2 separate regions of the Mus musculus genome follow, and region 1 is linked to region 2. The links are chromatin contacts, called in public Hi-C maps. All regions are on one chromosome and are shown on one strand. Each heading gives the region's core, a stretch centred on a gene start, on an enhancer-like site or on the middle of the called end of the contact. The rest is flanking DNA. Distances are from core to core; before and after follow the strand shown. Region 1 overlaps Osbpl8 (oxysterol binding protein-like 8). Region 2 has its middle 23 kb from the start of Gm29916.

The links. Hi-C and Micro-C count contacts between places; a contact is called where the count stands out from the background.
Region 1: a Hi-C map of bone marrow-derived macrophages shows a contact between it and region 2, with 55 read pairs. The contact joins two enhancer-like sites. A contact is called at or near these places in 4 of 39 promoter capture datasets (the HPC-7 cell line, HPC-7-derived erythroid cells, cranial neural crest and 1 more), 2 of 15 datasets of contacts at CTCF or cohesin (the G1E-ER4 cell line and large pre-B cells), 34 of 484 Hi-C or Micro-C datasets (the 63-12 cell line, B cells, CD8 T cells and 20 more), 8 of 115 datasets of contacts at active chromatin or transcription factors (CD8 T cells, the HPC-7 cell line, bone marrow-derived macrophages and 4 more) and 1 of 9 other capture datasets (embryonic stem cells).

What each region holds. Positions count from the first base shown.
Region 1 is chr10:111,185,965-111,192,239 of GRCm38.p6, reverse strand. All of the region lies in intron 1 of Osbpl8 (oxysterol binding protein-like 8), which reads right to left. Among named protein-coding and RNA genes, the nearest start is that of Gm51266, 3.5 kb to the right of the region's middle. Within about 2 kb of position 2,804, at least 36 of the 459 cell types and tissues checked have an H3K27ac peak or open chromatin away from gene starts, as enhancers often do. A contact at or near this core is called in bone marrow-derived macrophages, where this site is marked.
Region 2 is chr10:111,103,744-111,110,199 of GRCm38.p6, reverse strand. No RefSeq gene overlaps it. Among named protein-coding and RNA genes, the nearest start is that of Gm29916, 23 kb to the right of the region's middle. Within about 2 kb of position 2,634, at least 61 of the 459 cell types and tissues checked have an H3K27ac peak or open chromatin away from gene starts, as enhancers often do. A contact at or near this core is called in bone marrow-derived macrophages, where this site is marked.

The DNA of each region.
Region 1 (6,275 bases), core at 1,555-4,054, 82 kb before region 2:
CAAATGCCTGTTAACAAGTGAGCAAATAACTGAACTGTACCATAGTCACATACACGCAACAGTATCCAGCCATAAAAAGGAACACTGTAAAACGTATGCCAAGCAAAGAAGTCAGACTAGTGTATATACTCTAACTGTATGAAATGAGAACAGGCAGAAGTGTTGAGACAGAGCCCAGATCAGCTGTTATCTGGGGGAAAGTGGGCAAGAAGAGGGATGAAGGGAAAAGGCATGCATGAATTTTAAAGGGCTACTGGGAAAACTGTTTACACTGTGGTGCAAATTTCATGGGTGTCTACACTACAAAACTACAAACTGTTCTTTTAAATGGGTACTTTTTTTTTTTAATTTCATGCACACCATACCTGAATAAAGTAGTCTGAGGAGTTTAAAGTTGTGTTTTAACATATGAGAACAATGAGAGAGGGGGGAGGGGAGAGGAGGGGAGGGAAAAGACTATACTATCCCAAGCAAAGCTGCTGGGTGTCCTGTACATGCCTGTAAGTCCAGCCCTTGGAAGGCTGAGGCAGAAGGATCATCATGACTTTGAGGCCTGCCTACAGCCTGTGTTACATAGTGAACTAAGGCCAGCCTGGGCAACACAGTGAGATCCTGTCTCGATACATACACACTAACTTTTAAAATGTTCAAATTTTAGCACAGCTAAACCTAAGAGTTTGCCTTAAGAAATGCATGTGGTAAATGAGAAAGTCCATTTGTTCTGTTGCCCTGTCTGTGAAATGGAAGTCACAGAGCAGCTGTGACAATTAGATGGGGCAGTTAATCTTAAAGAGCAGCTATGACAATTAGATGGGGCAGTTAATCTTAGCACCGAATGGGTGCTGGCAACTAACAGCAACACAACTCACAGCATTAAATCTCCTGTCTGTATTAAGGTAAAACAAAGATGGAGGCAATGATGAGGGCTTTCTAGAGGAAAGAATTTTGCATGCAAATTTTGAAAGGAAAAATAAAGAAGGGAGTGTACAGCAAGTGGAGGGTCAGGCAGGTGGAGGGTTAGGCAGGTGGAGGGTCAGGCAGGTGGAGGGATAGGCAGGTGGAGGGACAGGCAGGTGGAGGGACAGGCAGGTGGAGGGACAGGCAGGTGGAGGGTCAGGCAGGTGGAGGGTCAGGCAGGTAGAGGGACAGGCAGGTAGAGGGACAGGCAGGTGGAGGGTCAGGCAGGTGGAGGGTCAGGCAGGTGGAGGGTCAGGCAGGTGGAGGGTCAGGCAGGTAGAGGGACAGGCAGGTAGAGGGACAGGCAGGTGGAGGGTCAGGCAGGTGGAGGGTCAGGCAGGTGGAGGGTCAGGCAGGTGGAGGGTCAGGCAGGTGGAGGGTCAGGCAGGTGGAGGGTCAGGCAGGTAGAGGGACAGGCAGGTGGAGGGTCAGGCAGGTGGAGGGTCAGGCAGGTGGAGGGTCAGGCAGGTGGAGGGTCAGGCAGGTGGAGGGTCAGGCAGGTGGAGGGACAGGCAGGTGGAGGGTCAGGCAGGTGGAGGGTCAGGCAGGTGGAGGGTCAGGCAGGTGGAGGGACAGGCAGGTGGAGGGACAGGCAGGTGGAGGGTCAGGCAGGTGGAGGGTCAGGCAGGTGGAGGGTCAGGCAGGTGGAGGGTCAGGGCAGGTGGAGGGACTGGCGCTGACAGAAGCACGGAGGCGTAAAGGAGCAGTCGTGAGGAGATGGAAGAATTAGTGTGCCTATGGCATCAAGTCCATATGTGGGAGAAAAAAATCAGAGTGTCCTTCCATCTGATTCAGATACCCATTTAAATTTCACAGTAACATCCAGAATTGTAGCTTCTTCATCTAGGAGATGCAATGTTATGTATGAAACACAGAGGCAGCTGAGAGAGAGAGAGCTCTTCCTGTTGAAAACAATGTGAATATCCATATTCACCAGTTTCACTCTCTTGGAACTCAGCCATAGCCCTTCTCTAAAGCAAAAATAATGATTGAACTATAATAATAGACCCACAGCATATGGGCCTGCTGTGCATCTGTCACCGTGTGCTAAAGAAGCTCTGAAAGCTTTTACAGTTTTTCAGAATCTCAATTCAGTTCATTTGGAAATCAAGATGTAAAAACTCTCCCCAGAAAGCTATTCAGGCATGGTGCGCCATGCCTGTAATCCCAGCACTGAGGCAAAGCCTCAGGAAATTAAGACCACAGATTCCTTTTCTTACAGAGAAAACTCAAGGACAATCTAGGCTACAGGATTTATAAATAAGTCAAGATTAAAAACTAAATAAAGCAATGATCTCATGACATTACAATATATTTCAAGAAACCTAATATGAAGCAATGTGATAATTCTCTGTGTGTGTGTGTGTGTGTGTGTGTGTGTACACTTCTGAGACAGTACTGACACGCATCCTACACTGGCTTTAATCTCCTCGTGTAGCTCAAGCTGGCCTGGATTTCAAAATCCACCTGCCTTGGCAATCCAGAGCTGGGATTACAGGTGCTGAGTAAAATAAAGTAAAAATAAATGCTTTCATTTTGAAAAATATTTTATATTATTTCACTTTAATAATCACTTCTCAGTCGTGGCCATGTTCAAATGTAAAATGATGAAGAACACAGAATTGCTTTTTTTCTAATACTCATACTCACAGATTTTCCCTGGGATTCTGTATGTACAATAGTGATTGTCTTCTACATTTTATTTAGATAGTATCCTTATTTCTTAGAAAGGACAGCTGAAATACCAAGTTAAAATTCTGAGCCATTTCATTCTCAGCCTAAGAATAATGTGCGATGAGAAAGCGAGACACAGTGAGTGAGAAATGAAACTTGAAAGATCAGCAATGTTGACCTTGAAACAAAACAGGGGAGCTATTGCAGGAAGTAAGGCTACAAGATTAAGTCTCTGCCTGGCTGGTTTTATGTCCACTTGATACAAGCTACAGTCAGTCATCTGAGAGGAGGAACCTCAACTGAGAAGATGCCTTCAGAAGATGAGAATGTTCACACACTGGCAGGGCATTTTCTTCATTAATGATTGATGGGGCAGGGCCCAGCCCACTGTGGGTGGTGCCATCCCTGGGCTGGTCGTTCCTATTAGGAAGCAGGCTGAGCAAACCATGAGGAGCAGCAAGCCAGTGAGCAGCATCCCTCTACGGTCTCTACATCAGCTCCTGCTTCAAGGTTCCTGCCCTGCTTGAGTTCCTGCCCTCACTACTTTTGATGATAAACTGTTAATGTGAACTGTGAGAGAAATAAAGCCTTTACTGCCAACTTGCTTTTGGCCGCAGTGTTTCATCACAGCAATAGTAACCATTTTGGTGAAAGGGTGTAGAAAACAAAGGTTTTATCAGATCCATAACAGTCACACCAAAGCTGGGCAGTGGTGGCACACGCCTTTAATCCCAGCACTTGGGAGGCAGAGGCAGGCGGATTTCTGAGTTCGAGGCCAGCCTGGTCTACAGAGTGAGTTCCAGGACAGCCAGAGCTACACAGAGAAACCCTGTCTCGAAAAACCAAAAAAACAAAAAAAAACTAAAACAGTCACATCCAGTTAAGGGCCTTGGCGAGTACAGAGCAGAGGGCGAAGCCTTAAAGAATGTTGCTTTCTCCCTCCTGGACACACATAGACACACTCACCTGAACTACATATTTACACACACACACATTGTGTGTGTGATATTGTACAGAATCATACATGATTTCTCCTTTATGTTTTTCATGATAGAATTCTAAGGTATAGAACATTTTTAAAAGCATTTATCACTCGCTTTTGGATGGTGGGAGGGAAGCAGACAAGACGTAGGCCAGGGGCTGTTAGTTCAGGTGGTTAATCCACCAGGATCCGTCACCGGAAGATTTCTAACATGGAACAGCTGGGGAAGTTAGGATGCTAGATTCCGAGCCCAGTGACTGTTATACTAAGATTGTCTGGGGTTTTCCATTTCGCAGCCATTAAACTGAGCTCTAGGGGAAGGTAACCCTGGCAGAGCATGGGTTTGCGAGAGTGCATCCCCAGCTAGCAGTGGAAATTTGAGATTGCTTATAGGTTTGACAGCAGCCAGCCGCAGGGGTTAAATGACTGGGACTGTGAGAAGTTGAGCTTTGGAGGCAGCGAGACTGCCAGGGCCGGAGAGTAGCCCGCAATAGCATGGACTGATTTTTAATATTACATGCAACAATTAATATTGTCAAAATAATTATATTACTAAATGTAGCCCATCGATTCGATGGACTCCTCATCAATATTCCAATTTTTACTTCACGTAGATAGGACACAACAACAAAGCAATCCTAAAATCATATGGAAGCAATTATGAGAGTAATGCTAGAGGCATTATAACACCTGATTTAAAATTATGCTGCAGAGCCATAGTAAATACTAGTATGAACACACACACATAGACACGCGAGGTTTGACAGAGGACACACAGATAAACCCGCACGCACTGCTACAGTTACCTTATTCTCAGCAAAGATGTCAAACAACCCAAATGCTGGAGGAATGACAGCCTTTTATCATATGGTGCTGGGGAACCAAAATATCCATATGTAAAGACTAAAACTACATTGTTGTTTAATTCTGTACAAAAGTTAATTCAAAGTGAATAAAAAACTATAATGGAAAATGTGGAACTTTGAAATAACTAGAACATAAGGAAAACACCTCAAGATACACGCAGAGGCAAGGATTTTCTGTGTAGGATTTTAAAAGTTAAGGAAATAGTAACAAGAATTGACAAATGGGATTGCATCAAAATAGACAGCTTTTGTACAGCCAAGGAGAATCTACTACCACCACTTTGCTAGACCAGCATCATTTCTAAAGACACTTTAAGTTTTATCCTTATACTAACAGAAGTGTAGTGCTTATGCCTCGTTAAAGAATCCTCTCTATGGAGAAAACTGAAACCATCACAGAAAACCACAGCTGGACACAATGCAAAGACCAAAGGATTGTGGGGATCCGACTATACAGGCAGCACAGCTCCAGCATCCACGGCTCAGGAAAGGTCATGGAAGAAGGGTGGAAAGACTGTAAGTGCCAAAATGCCAGGAAGTCTGTGAGACCGTTTACCTGATCTACCCTAGAGATGGCTGCATAAACAAGACTTGAACAATGACAATATCGACACGCTAATGCAGGAGGAAAATCAGATGGGGTCCTGCTCCTAGTCAAAGAGCGAGAGGCAAGCAATGACTGATCAGAGGGAGAGAATTAACCCGAGGGTTGAACGCCCCCATTGTTTACTCAATACAAAGTGGTCAACCCTGAAACAATACGCACACAAGCAACAGAAAGGGACTTAGCAGACTATTTGTATATGCATGCATATATGTAACACTAATAAAGAAAAAGAGGCTATCAATTTGAGGGGGTATGAAAGGACTTGGGGGGAAGGGACCTGGGAGGGGCTGGAGAAAGGAAAAGGAAAAGGAGAGATAATATAATTATATTTTGATTAGAGTGCATTAAAATATTGATACTTAAAATTAAAAAAAAAAAGAAATTATCACTCTTAAGAAACATAAATTACATCTTTAAGTTTAGCAAGTTATACTATGTAAGCGTAATCCCAGCTTTGGGGCTATCTGCTGCTGAGACAGCTCAGCAAGTAAAGGTTCCTCCTACCTGCTGCCTGGTTTGATGACCTAACTTTAATCCCTGGCGCCCACACAGTAGAATCAAAGAACGAACTACTCAAACTGTCCTCCGAGACAATTGTCCTATGCATGCCCCACACCCATACACACACATACACAAAATAAATAAATAATGTGAAGTTTAAAGTTTAAACACAGGTTAACACTGCTATAGACAAAAATTTTTAAACGAGGCTTAGGATATTTTAAACCAATGCCTTCAAGAATGCTTACCATAGGATAGAGGACCTGCCCTGCCTCTTTAAGGCTCCATTATGGGAGATTAGAGTGAGAGTATGGAACGCTGCATGGAACATCTATTTACACACCTCTAACTTGGAGAATGAGTTTAACAACTTAAAAGGGAATTAAGAAAAACTCTTACAAGAAATGCCAAAAGCAGCTATAAATGAGTAGAAGAGAAAAATACTCAGAATTTCTTGTTTAAAGTAGGAAATATACTTTGTATTCATCTTAGAAGATGGCTCAGAAGTTAAGAGAACTTGCTGCTCTTCCAGTGATCCTAAGTTCAATTCCCAACCATCATGGTGAAATCTGGTGCCCTCTTCTGGTGTGCAAGCATACGTGCATGCAGAACACTACACTAAAAATAAATCTTTTTTTTTTTTTTTTTAAGAAAAAAAACATGCTATTCAGCAGCCAGGAGCATTCAA
Region 2 (6,456 bases), core at 1,385-3,884:
TATCATGACGTTGCTGGGAATTGAACTCAGGACCTCTGCTCGCTCCAGCCCTGTTTGCTCTGGCCCCAAGATCTATTTATTATTAGATGTAAGTATACTGTTGCTGTCTTTAGACACACCAGAAGAGGGTGTCAGATCTCATTACAGATGGATGTCAGTCACCATGTGGTTGCTGGCATTTGAATTCAGGACCTTTGGAAGAACAGTCAGTGCTCTTAACCGCTGAGCTATTTTTCTAGTCCAGAGCTTTCTAAATTGTTGTTGTCTTTTTTTTTTTTTTAATTCAACTGGCAGATGCCAGAGAGAAAAGAAGCTGGGCATGGTGGCTCATGCCCTTAATCCTCGCGCTTGGGAACCAGAGGCAGGTGGATCTCTGTGAGTTTGAAGGCAGTCTAGTCTATGTAGTAAGTTCTAGACCAGTTGAGGCTACGTAGTGAGATTCTGTCTTAAAACAATAACCAACTGAAGGAAGTAGAGGAGTGTAGAGGTAAAGGAAGAAGAAGAGAAGGAGGGGGAGGGGAAGGGTAGAGAGAGGAGAGACTCAGGGAAGGCTCCCACGTATCACCAGCTGGCCTCAAACTCATTATGTAAGCAAAGATGACCTTAAAAATCTGATCATGCTGCCTCTACCTCCCCAGGGGTGCGTTTACCGGTATACACTGACATGGACTCTGTTTTAGGGCTGCTGGGTATTGAGCCCAAGGCTTCAAGCATGCTCAGCGAGCATTCTACCAACTGACCTACACCCCTACCCTGTGTTTATGTATTTATGTATTTAGTGTGTGCATGCATGGCTGAGAGTGTGGGCGCATGCGTGCCACGGTGCACACGGGGACTTGGTCAGAGGGCATGTTTGAGGAACTGTTTGTCGTCCCTTTTGTTTTGAGGCTGGTCTCTCCTGTTTCTGTTGCTGTGCTGTGTATTTCAGGATAGCCAGGGAGCTTGCGGGTGGTTCTTCGGACTCCACCTCCCACCTCCTGTCTTGTCCTAGAAGAGATGGGATTGCAGGTATATCGCATCCTGCCTTGCTCTTAAAGTGAGGTCCAGGGGTCAGGTTTTTGGGCGTGTGAGCCAGCACTTTTTACCCACGGAGCCATCTCCCTGACCCTTAAAAGCTGAATACGGTGACAATATGCTAATAACAAAGATACTGAGAAGATTCGGACGGCGTAATTTGGTACCAATGTTTCTGGCCCTTCAACAAAACATACATAGTTTTCTCCACGACTGTCCACTAGGTGGCAGACCTTCCGCGGCAGCCTCAATAATTAGCAAAAATTCCCTTTATTGGATGGTGCTGAACATCCTTGAAGATGCTTAAATAGACACACACAAAGAGAGGGGCGGGGGAGCATCATCCGCTTCCTTTTCTTCTTCGGCACTCATCTTTTTGTGGGGTCTCAAGGGCTCTGCCTTGCTGTTTCATTCATGGAGAGACTTTCGTTTTGGAAGGGGGTTGGGAGGTGGAGGTGGGGATAGCTTTTTAGCTTTTTTTGTTTTTGGTTTTTTTTTTTTTTTTTTTTTTTTTTTTTTTTTTTTTTTTTTTTTTTTTTTTGGTTTTTCGAGACAGGGTTTCTCTGTGTGTAGCCCTGGCTGTCCTGGCACTCACTTTGTAGACCAAGCTGGCCTCGAACTCAGAAATCCGCCTGCCTCTGCCTCCTGAGTGCTGGGATTAAAGGCGTGCGCCACCACGCCCGGCGCTTTTTAGCTTTTTGAGACAAGGGTTTTTGTTTGTTTGTTTTTGTTTTTGTTTTTTATAGCCCCAGCTGCCCTAGAACTTGCTTTGTAGACCAGGCTAGCCTCGAAAAACACACATCGGGTACATTTTATCCCCATTTAAAGACTTCAACTATCTCCCTTTCATCTAGAACAGTGGTTCTCAACCTATGGGTTGAAACCCTTTTGGGGGTCAAATGACCCTTTACAGGGGTCGTGTTTACATTATGATTTATAATGGTAGCAAAATTACAGTTATAAAGTAGCAACAAAAATAATTTCATGGTTGGAGGAACTGTATTAAAGGGTCATGACGTTAGGAAGGCTGAGAACCGCTGATGTAGCAGAAGATAGAGCATCTTTAAAGTGGTCTTCCCATCTGGGCAACCTCACTTCCTCTGACATTCCCCACCCTTACTGAGAGCTCCAGCTAGTCACGTGGGCATCAGTCCCTGAGACTCAGGGTCTAGCCCAGTAACCGAAAGGTATTCAAACCCTTTCTATTGATCGCAAAACCAGTTTCTAAAACTGAAAAACTCAATTTAAGAAATTTCTGATGGCCCCAAGAGATGTTTTTATTTAACTCAAGTAACAGTTTTATTTATGGTTACTAGACTTTAGAATGAGCAGAACAAGGCAAGGCGGGATACCATCCCGCTGTCTCCAGCTGCTCACCAATGAAGAAATTCTCAGCAGGAAATAAGTTGTGGGCTTAGTGAGCGTCCTCTGGTTCACAGCTGGTGTGCCATTTACCACCACCCTCCCTTGACACAAAATCTACCTCCTCTCTCAGGGACTTCCTACGCGCTTGTATCTTTGGTAGGAAGAGATGGCTCAGCAGTTGCACTTGCTACCGTTTCAAGACCCAACTTTGGTTTCTGGAACGCCTTATAGCAGCTCAGTTCCCAGAGATTGGATGCCCTCTTCTGGCCTCCTTGGGCACTGCATGAATGTGGCACATGAAATACACTAGGCATTCACACACACACACACACACCAAAATAAATAAGTATTTTTAAAAGACATTTTAAAAGGTGTAAAGATCCCTCAAGAGAGCCGAATGTGGTGGCACATGCTGATACTCCGAGCACTCAGTATGCTAAAGCAGGGAAGTCATGAGTTCGAGGCTACCCTGGGCTGGTGTTCTCCCATCCCCACTAATGTTTTTGTTTGTCTGTTGAGAATTTTATACAGTATATTTTGGTTATTTTTTTTCCTCTTGTTCACCTCTTCCCAGATTCTCCTTCCCCTCCCTACTCACCCAGCGTTCTCTCTTCAGTGCTCTCTGTCTCTGTATGTCTGTCTGTCTCTCTGTATCAGAGAGAGAGAAAAAAAAAGAGAAAGGAGAGAAAGAGAAAGATTGATTCTCTGTGTAGCCCTGGCTGTCCTAGAACTCACTCTCTAGACCAGCCTGACCTTGAACTCAGGGATCCACCTGCCCTGCCTCCTGAGTGCTGGGATTAAAGTCTTGCCAGCACCACCCAGCTCCATCTATTGGTTAATTCCAGGGTGTACCTTACTGACCACCTCAGATATCAGTCACACACATGAGGTGCACATGGTAAACAAAACACTCAAAGATATCAAATAATTCATCTAAAATCACATTGTGTGTGTGTGTGTGTGTGTGTGTGTAGCAATAAGGATTCCTATGCACTCCTGGGACCACAACCTCTGTGTGTCATAATAAATAGTTCCTTGGAGTTTTAGTCACTAGCTTGGCTGACTTTGCCATCACAACATTGTTTGAGGGTTGGTGCTGCAGGGGCGGGTGTGGGGGGGGGGCAGGGAGGAGAGAAATTCTCTACTTTCTCTGACCCGTGAAAACCCTCTTTGGACCTTGGACTAAACTAGAGAAGCTCTGTTGGAGTCTATTCTGTTGGCATTCACTGCGAAGTTCCAGACTCAGGGCCAGCCTGGTGTACATAGTAAGTCCCAGGCCAGCCAGGGCTACAAAGCTAGATTCTGTCTCCTTTAATCCCAGCACTCGGGAGGCAGGTGAATTTCTGAGTTCGAGGCCAGCCTGGTCTACAGAGTGAGCTCCAGGACAGCCAGGGCTACACAGAGAAACCCTGTCTTGAAAAAAACAAAAACAAAAACAAAAACAAAAACAAAAAGAAAAAAAAACCCAACCAATTGGAAATGTGTGATAGGTAGGGGGCTGGGCACGTAGCTCAGCTGGTAGAGCACTTGCTTAGCAATGCGTAAGGCCCTGGGTTGCACCCCAGCAGTATATAACCTGAGAGTGGAGACACAATCCCAGCACTTGGGAGGTGGCAGTCAGAGGACCAGGACTTCAAGGTCACCCACAAGCATACAGTGACTTTGAGGCCAGTCTGAGTTAGAAAACCCTGTCCTTTTTTTTTTTTTTTTTTAAAGAATTATTTGTTTGTTTTGTGTGTATGAGTACACTATAGCTGTCCTCAGCCACACCAGAAGAGGGCATCAGATCTCATTATAGATGGTTGTGAGCCACCATGTGGGTGCTGGGAATTGAACTCAGGTCCTCTAGAAGAGTAGTCAGTGCTCTTAACTGCTGAGCCAACCAGAAAACCCTATCTTTCAAACCAAACAGAACCCTGTAGTGTAGGGACTGGGGCTATGACTCAGTGGTGGAGAACTTGCCTAGTGTGAAAACACTTGCTTCGATTCTCAACGGTGTAAATAACGGTAATGATAAAATCACACTGCAGGACCAGCCCACCCTTGCCTAGAGGAGGATCTTCTGCTAACGTGCAGATAAAAGTGGCCGAAAAGACAGCTGTTCCAGCCTCCTCCAGCCCTGGGAGAAGGTTTTCTAACTCAGGCTGCTGTCAAATTCCCTATGTATTTGAGGGTGACCTCCAAGTCCTCATCCACCCCCTGCTATGCACACCTCCTCCCAGGACCAGAGTGCCGCCATGTCATGCTGTTCCTTGCCACAGAGAAGATGAGTGGCCCAGAAAGTGAAGCCCTGGCATGAGGGTCCCGACCCAGCTTGGTGTAAGACTTCCGGGTCAGGAGCACTATCTACTGCTTCTAGAAGCTTCTGAGAACATCCTAGGGCCCCAGAAGGTCGTTTTGAGCCTTGGACATTGGACAGTAAAAAACAACACCTGGTGAGAACTTGCAACTGATTAAGAAAGTCAGGGAAAGGTAGACTCTGAACTGGGGTCCATCTTGCATGACGGTCATGCGGTTGTTGGAACGTGCAGAATAGCCAAGGCAAGAGATGTAGAAATGTTTCCCTGTGAAATGGAGGGAGATCACTTTCCGCGCCTTGGCTTCATGTGGTGATAACTGAAAACAGATGACAGACAATCCCCACAGAACCTTCCGAAAGGTGTTCAGTATGCACACAGGAAGGAGATGCAACCCACACAGTCAGCTTTAAACTTTTCACTGCCTCTCATGAGGCCTCCACAGAACTCTTCACTCCCACTCCCACTCATAGGAAGGTGGCACTCGCCCAACATGGTGGCAAAAGTCTTGAGCCCCAGCATTCCAGAGACAGGTAAGCAGATAGATCGCTATGAAATGGAGGCCAGCCTGGTCTACCGATAGAGTTCCAGGTCAGCCAGGGCTATACAGAGAAATAAAGAGAAAGAAAGAAAGGAAGAAAGAAAGAAAGAAAGAAAGAAAGAAAGAAAGAAAGAAAGAGAGGGAGAAAGAAAGAGAGGGAGAAAGAAAGAGAGGGAGAAAGAAAGAGAGGGAGAAAGAAAGAGAGGGAGAAAGAAAGAGAGGGAGAAAGAGAGGGAGAAAGAAAGAGAGGGAGAAAGAAAGAGAGGGAGAAAGAAAGAGAGGGAGAAAGAGAGGGAGAAAGAAAGAGAGGGAGAAAGAAAGAGAGGGAGAAAGAAAAGGAAGGGAGGGAGGAAGGAAGGAAGGAAGAAAGGAAGAAAGAGAGAGAAAAAGAAAGAAGAGAAAAGGAAAGAAAAAGTAAAAAATAAAAAAGAAATAAAGGCAGAATTGGTGTTAAGAAAGTATAGAGAGGCAACACTAACATCACAGCCAGCAGCCAGGGCGGAGGAAGAAGAAAGAGAAGAATGGACGGTCCAAACTGCTACTTTTCCTCCCCTTCAAGAAACATTTTTGTTTGTTTGTCTTTAAAGTTTTATTTTATGTATATGAGTACACTGTAGCTGTCTTCAGACACACCAGAAGAGGGCATCGGATCCCACTACAGGTGGTTGTGAGCCACCATGTGGTTGCTGGGAATTGAACTCAGGACCTCTGGAAAAGCAGTCAATGCTCTTAACCACTGAGCCATCTCTCCAGCTGCTCGAGAAATGTTTTGTACCAGAATCCATCCAACTCTAAGGATCAACTGTTTAGTGTCTTCTTGTTCTGCAGCTTGAGGAAAACTCTATTTCTTGAGTGTGTGTGTGTGTGTGTGTGTGTGTGTGTGTCTGTCTGTCTGTCTGTCTGTCTGCATGTGTGTTTCACAGCCCTCCTGGAGTACAGTAATTGCTCTGACCACATATTAATAACTTCTCTTTACATAAATCTCCAAACGCATATAAAAGGACTAAAACTGAAGCTATTAAATGATCTGAATGAATTCTGCATGCAACTTTGCTTTGTATTACTATATAAATAAGATAACTATAAAAATAAGAAAATAGAGTTAATTACTCCTAAAAGAATGTTCTAGACTCCTTCACATTGTGCAGCCATAATGGGGACCATTTTCTTCTGTCACAGCTTTCTCCCATGATGCTTTTGCCTTGTCACGGACTTAAAAACAACAGACCAAGCTGAGCA